Linked DNA regions of Mus musculus: region 2 is linked to region 1. Evidence: chromatin contacts called from public promoter capture Hi-C data. All regions are on one chromosome and are shown on one strand. The core of a region is the stretch at or near the end of the contact, and the rest is flanking DNA. Distances in the headings are between cores, read along the strand shown. Region 1 holds the start of Npl (N-acetylneuraminate pyruvate lyase). Region 2 has its middle 19 kb from the start of Glul.

Region 1 (2,700 bases), core at 192-2,691:
CCTTATACATTAAGAGCCCTCCTCTCCCGACCCCACCCCTTTTTGATGGGTCTCACTGTGTAGCTCAGGCTTCATGACTCTCTTTGTGAGTGGATATTTCCATTCCCAACATTCACAGGGTAACTTACAACTGTCTGTAACTCCAGTACCAGGGTACCTAGTGCCCTCTTCTGGCCTCTATGGGCACTGCATGCATGTTGTGTACAGAGATAACTATACCCACAAAATAAAATAAAGTTTAAACTTTTAAAATTAAAACGGGGGGGGGGGGGGAGAGGGAGAGAGAGAACGAAAGAGATGCACACAGGCATACAAACAACCACAATGGAGTCCAGAGCACTTTGCAAGCTAGAAAGAAAACATATTTTCCCTAAATAAAATAATAAGCATCAAGCCAGGCATGGTGGTGTACGCCTTTAATTCCAGGATAAGACTGATAAGACCGATAAGACTGTGAGAACCTGACTGAAGCCTGAAGTGCTGAGTCTTCAAGGTGAATGAAGGGTGTGGGCACCTCTTCTGGCAGATGGAAATCAACCTCACCTCCTGGGGACAGACTACCCACCCATCTTGTTGATAAATTGACTATGCCAATAAATTAATATGGATCACTCTCAAAAAAGAAAAATACTTGTTTCACTTTCAAAAGTCTTTCTTTTCTTTTTCTTTCTTTCTTTCTTTCTTTTTTTTTTTTTTTTTTTTTTCCCTAGACATGGTTTCTCTGTGTAGCCTGGCTGTCCTGGAACTCACTCTGTAGACCAGGCTGGCCTCGAACTCAGAAATCCACCTGCCTCTGCCTCCACCTCCCGAGTGCTGGGATTAAAGGTGTGCGCCACCACTGCCCAGCTTCTTTTTTCTTTTGTTTTTTGTTTGTTTGTTTTGTTTTGTTTTTTGGTTTTGGTTTTTCTGTATAGCCCTGGCTGTCCTGAACTCACTCTGTAGACCAGGCTGGCCTTGAACCCAGAAATCCTCCTGTCTCTGCCTCCCAAGTGCTGGGATTAAAGGAGCGCACAACCACCTGTGGCCTGTAATCCACTCTTAAAATCTTCTCACTTCTCCCTTTTCCTACAAGGCAATGGGCAGGACTGGAGCAGTAGTGTCAGTCTAGAGAGCCAAGTGGCTGCTAGGCAGCCACCACTGTATCACAACATCTCACATCCAATGCAAACAAGACTTGGCACTTGCAGGACTTGAACAGGAGGAGAACTCCCGGACTCAGAATAATAAGGACAGTGGGTATCCAAGAGGTGCAGGAGCTACGAGTCTTTCACAAAATAGGCTGTGGCCACACCCAAGAAGGAGCAACTAGTGCAGTCTCGGGATTCCAGCCGGTGAAGCAGCTCCCCGGCCCGACGTGGAACTACAACCCCCAGGCTCCCCGCGCGGCCCCACGTGGTCCCGCAGCCCCTGAGTTAAAAGCGCAACCGCGCTGCTCAGAGGAGATCGCGTCTCCAGTGCACAGCAGCCTAGGTGAGCGCGGCGCCACCGAGCAGAGGAGTGAAGTCAGGTACGCTGGGCAGGGTAGCTTTGGGACTGAGGGCGACCCTGCCGCCTGGGGCCAGTGACACTCGGGGATTCTTTGCAGACCCGCGTAGCCTGGCCTCCGGGAACCCTTGTCAGAATCGGTCTCTTAAGCCTTTGAGCAGAAGGGAATTTAGCCGTTAGCTCTAATACACCTATCTCTTATAGAAGAGGTTGCTTGTATTTCATGTTTTGTGTTTTTTCAATATCTCATTTCTAGTTTGCCAAGTATTTCTCAAGTCATTCTCCTTGTTCGGAACTACATCACTTCCCCCTCCTCCCTTTTAAAACTTGGCGGTTTTAAATTTAAGCCAACTTTTGTCTGTAATTTGGCATTCCTTCACATGGATGAGGTCTCCAGGGATCTACCCTCTCCCCGGCGTTTCAACAAGAACATCCCAAGCTCACTTTAAGTCATGGGTGCGAGAGCACTGTGATTATTTGCTCTTAATTCAAATATGAAATATTTCAAAGCATAATATTCCCAAGTTGATCTTGTATCTCAAACTGGCCGCAGACTCTGAGCCTCCTGCCTCCAAGGGGCTTGCAGTGTTGAACAGAAATGAGCTTCTATCCTGCTTATAACGCTGGGATTTTTAATGAAAAGTAACAGTTCAGGAGGAAATCTGAAGTTAAACAATTTCCTATTTGGAGGATCAAGAAATCCTCTTTTCTCTTCTCTTTTCTGTGACTAGGTATCTCTATGATGTAGCCCTGGCTGTCCTGAAACTACAAGTAGACCAGGCTGGCCTTGCTCACGGATCTAATGTTGGGATCAAAGATGTGTGTTGCCATGCTCTGCTGAATCCTCTGGGTTTTGTTGTTTTGATGATTTTGTTTGTTTGTTTTTCGAGACAGGGTTTCTCTGTATAGCCCTGGCTATCCTGGAATTCACTCTGTAGACCAGGCTGGCCTCGAACTCAGAAATCCACCTGCCTCTGCCTCCCGAGTGCTGGGATTAAAGGCGTGCGCCACCATGCCCGGCTTGTTTTGATGTCCTTGAAACTGGGTCTTAAGTAACTCAGGCTGGTCTCCGCTGTCAGCCTGTGGTCAGCCACAGATGGGTTTGAACTCCCAACCCTCCTGCCTCCACCTCCCAGATGCTGGTCTTCAGATGCATAGCAATTCCTTGACTCTTAGAGTGAGTTTGAAAAGTGAGCTACACTGAAGGGATTGAAG
Region 2 (2,700 bases), core at 121-2,620, 370 kb before region 1:
TCCATCCATCTCTGTGTGTTTCCAAATTTGTGCTTTCTCTAGGGACGGAGGAGAGAGGTTTTGTAGCGGTCTCCAGGGTCTTCCTAGCATGACTGCTAATTGTGGTGGTGCGGGACTGCTAATGTCGTTCTGGAACCACCTTTAGTAAACTTGGTGGTGACACCAAGGACAGAAGCTTGGCCAGGATACGATGCACTGCCTGTGTGGTGCCCTGGAACTCGGCTCTGTACACCAGGTTGGCCTCAAACTCAGAGATCACCCTGCCTTCTGAGTGCTGGGATAAAAGGCGAGCACCACCATCACCTGGCTCCATTTTGTTGTTGTTGTTGTTAATTTGGGGAACTTTAAACATTTATTCATGTATGCATGCACTATGTATATGCCACATGAGTGCAGGAGCCTTCAGAGCTTTCAGAAAAGAGCCTTGGATTGACTCACAATTAGTTGTGAGGATTTGGTTGAACTGAGGGCAGGACTTCTGGAAGATTAGACAACACTCTTAACCATCTAGCTACTTTGTTTTGAGGGTGCTGGATCCCCTGGAACTGAAGTTTCAGACGGTTGTAATCCACCACGTGGGTGAACAAATGTGTACTCACTTTATATAGTACACCAACACCAGACTAAAATAACTATTCCACCTAAGTCGGGCTTGGAGGGTGCTAGTGAGCTTAGTGGGCCTGCAGGAGCAGGGTGAGGGTGAGCTTAGTGGGTTTGCAGGAACAGGGGTGAGGGTGAGCTTAGTGGGCTTGCAGTAACAGGGGTGAGGGTGACCTTAATGAGTTTTCAGGAGCAGGGGTGAGGGTGACCTTAGTGGGCTTGCAGGAGCAGGGTGAGAGTGAGCTTAGTGGGCTTGCAGGAGCAGAGGTGAGGATGATAGCTTCCCTGTAGCTTCACAAGTGGAACTCTGCTAAGGTCTAAGCATTCCAATGCTGGCAGGACAACATTCCACAAGAGTAGGCCTGTTTATTCCCTACCAGGACACTAGGCATGCATTGTATCAGCCTGCCACTGCCCTTGAAATAGACCCTAGGGTGATACCTGCAGGCTGCTGGCATACAGTTCAGTACACAGAGTGAGAGCTAAAAGATGACCTAGTGCCCAGATAAAATGAAGAGAGTACTTTTCATGCTAATATATTCCGTCTCTCGGGACTGAGAACTATGAACAGGCAGCAGATGTTAAAGAATCTCATCCCACTCTCACCTCTCATTACCACTCTCACCTCTATTTTTCTCCTTCTCCCCTCTTATTCCCTGTCCTCATTCTCTTTCCACTTCCTTGAATAGCCTCTTTCCCCTTTTCCCTCCTGATGTGACCTCTAGGTTGGCTCAGCTCCATGTTCAAGATGTTACTTACATAATATGGCTTACGAAAGCAAAACAACCTGCTGCCTGCCCTGCCAGGCTGTGAAGCCCAGCATGGAGAGGAAGAGCCTGGGCTTCTCTGGGGGTTGATGAGGCTGGTGGCTGGGGGTGGGTGGTGGGGTGGGGTAGGGAGACTGAGGATGGACACAACTTGGAACCAACACTTACATGTTCTACCTGTATTAGCCTGTCTGTCTGTCTGTCAGTCAGTCAGTCAGTCAGTCTATCTATCTTTCAATCTCTCTCTCCCCCCTCCCTTTCTGTCTTCTCCCTCTTCCTCCCTCTCTCCCTCCCTCTCCCCAAGGTTTCAAGTAGCCCAGGCTGGTGTTGATTTACTTTTGATTCTACTTTCACACACACACACACACACACACACACACACACACACACACACACACACACACACACAGAGAGAGAGAGAGAGAGAGAGAGAGAGAGAGACAGAGAGAGAGAGACAGAGACAGAGACAGACAGACAGACAGACAGACAGGCCCCCCCCCAAGCCAAGAGCTGAAATTACAGGTGGTGTGACATCAAACCTGATTTGTGCAGTGCTGGGAATCAAACCCAGGGCCTTGTACATGCTAAGAGGACATTCTACCAAAGTAGTTTTAAACCCCAGTTCTCCATCTCTTCAAAGGGATTCTGCCAGATCTGTAGAGGGAGCCTGACAAAGACAGGAGGCAAAAAGAAACCAGGGGACTAAGGACCATAAGGACCAGGGCCAAAGCTTATGCTAATCTATCCTGTTACTAGTGCTGGAGGTCTCCCAAAAACATTACAATAATCTACATTAGTTCAGTAGCATCTAGAAGTTTCCTCTGTGCGTGTGTTTACCTTTCTTTATGCTATACAAGCACTCGACCACAGAGCTACATCCCTATCCTCAAGGTTGTTCTCTGAGCAAAAGGGCAGAGCCTCCAAGATGCCTAGGAGGGACTTCCAGTTACCTTATCCCCCGGGGGATGTCCATGGCTCCCAGGTCCCCGTTATTCTAACAGAAATATCAATAAGGCCCAGTTAAGAGTCGCTCCTGAGAACACTTCAACAAAACCACAACACATTTTTGCATTTCCTGGGTTTTTCTTTTCTTTTCTTTTCTTTTCTTTTCTTTTCTTTTCTTTTCTTTTCTTTTCTTTTCTTTTCTTTTCTCTTCTTTTCTTTTCTTTCTCTCTCTCTCTCTCTCTTTATAATTTCTGCAGAGGATTTAGCTTTCTTGCTGAAGAGCAGAAGGACTGACCAAGGAGTTGCTGTTTAAGAGAGCTTGATCTAGCGTACCAAAATAATTTATGTACATGCTTCTACAATTAAAAAACTTTGTATCCCCCTGAAA

What was found. Promoter capture Hi-C pulls out the DNA fragments that hold promoters and counts their contacts.
Region 2: a promoter capture Hi-C map of liver shows a contact between it and region 1. The contact joins the enhancer-like site here to the promoter of Npl in region 1. A contact is called at or near these places in 5 of 39 promoter capture datasets (the C10 cell line, embryonic stem cells, hippocampal neurons and 2 more) and 5 of 115 datasets of contacts at active chromatin or transcription factors (bone marrow-derived macrophages, embryonic stem cells, large pre-B cells and 2 more).

The regions. Positions count from the first base shown.
Region 1 is chr1:153,548,455-153,551,154 of GRCm38.p6, reverse strand. Npl (N-acetylneuraminate pyruvate lyase) reads left to right here and starts at 1,441. Exons shown (of 12, transcript NM_028749.1): 1 at 1,441-1,507.
Region 2 is chr1:153,917,376-153,920,075 of GRCm38.p6, reverse strand. No RefSeq gene overlaps it. Among named protein-coding and RNA genes, the nearest start is that of Glul, 19 kb to the right of the region's middle. Within about 2 kb of position 1,370, at least 21 of the 459 cell types and tissues checked have an H3K27ac peak or open chromatin away from gene starts, as enhancers often do. A contact at or near this core is called in liver, where this site is marked.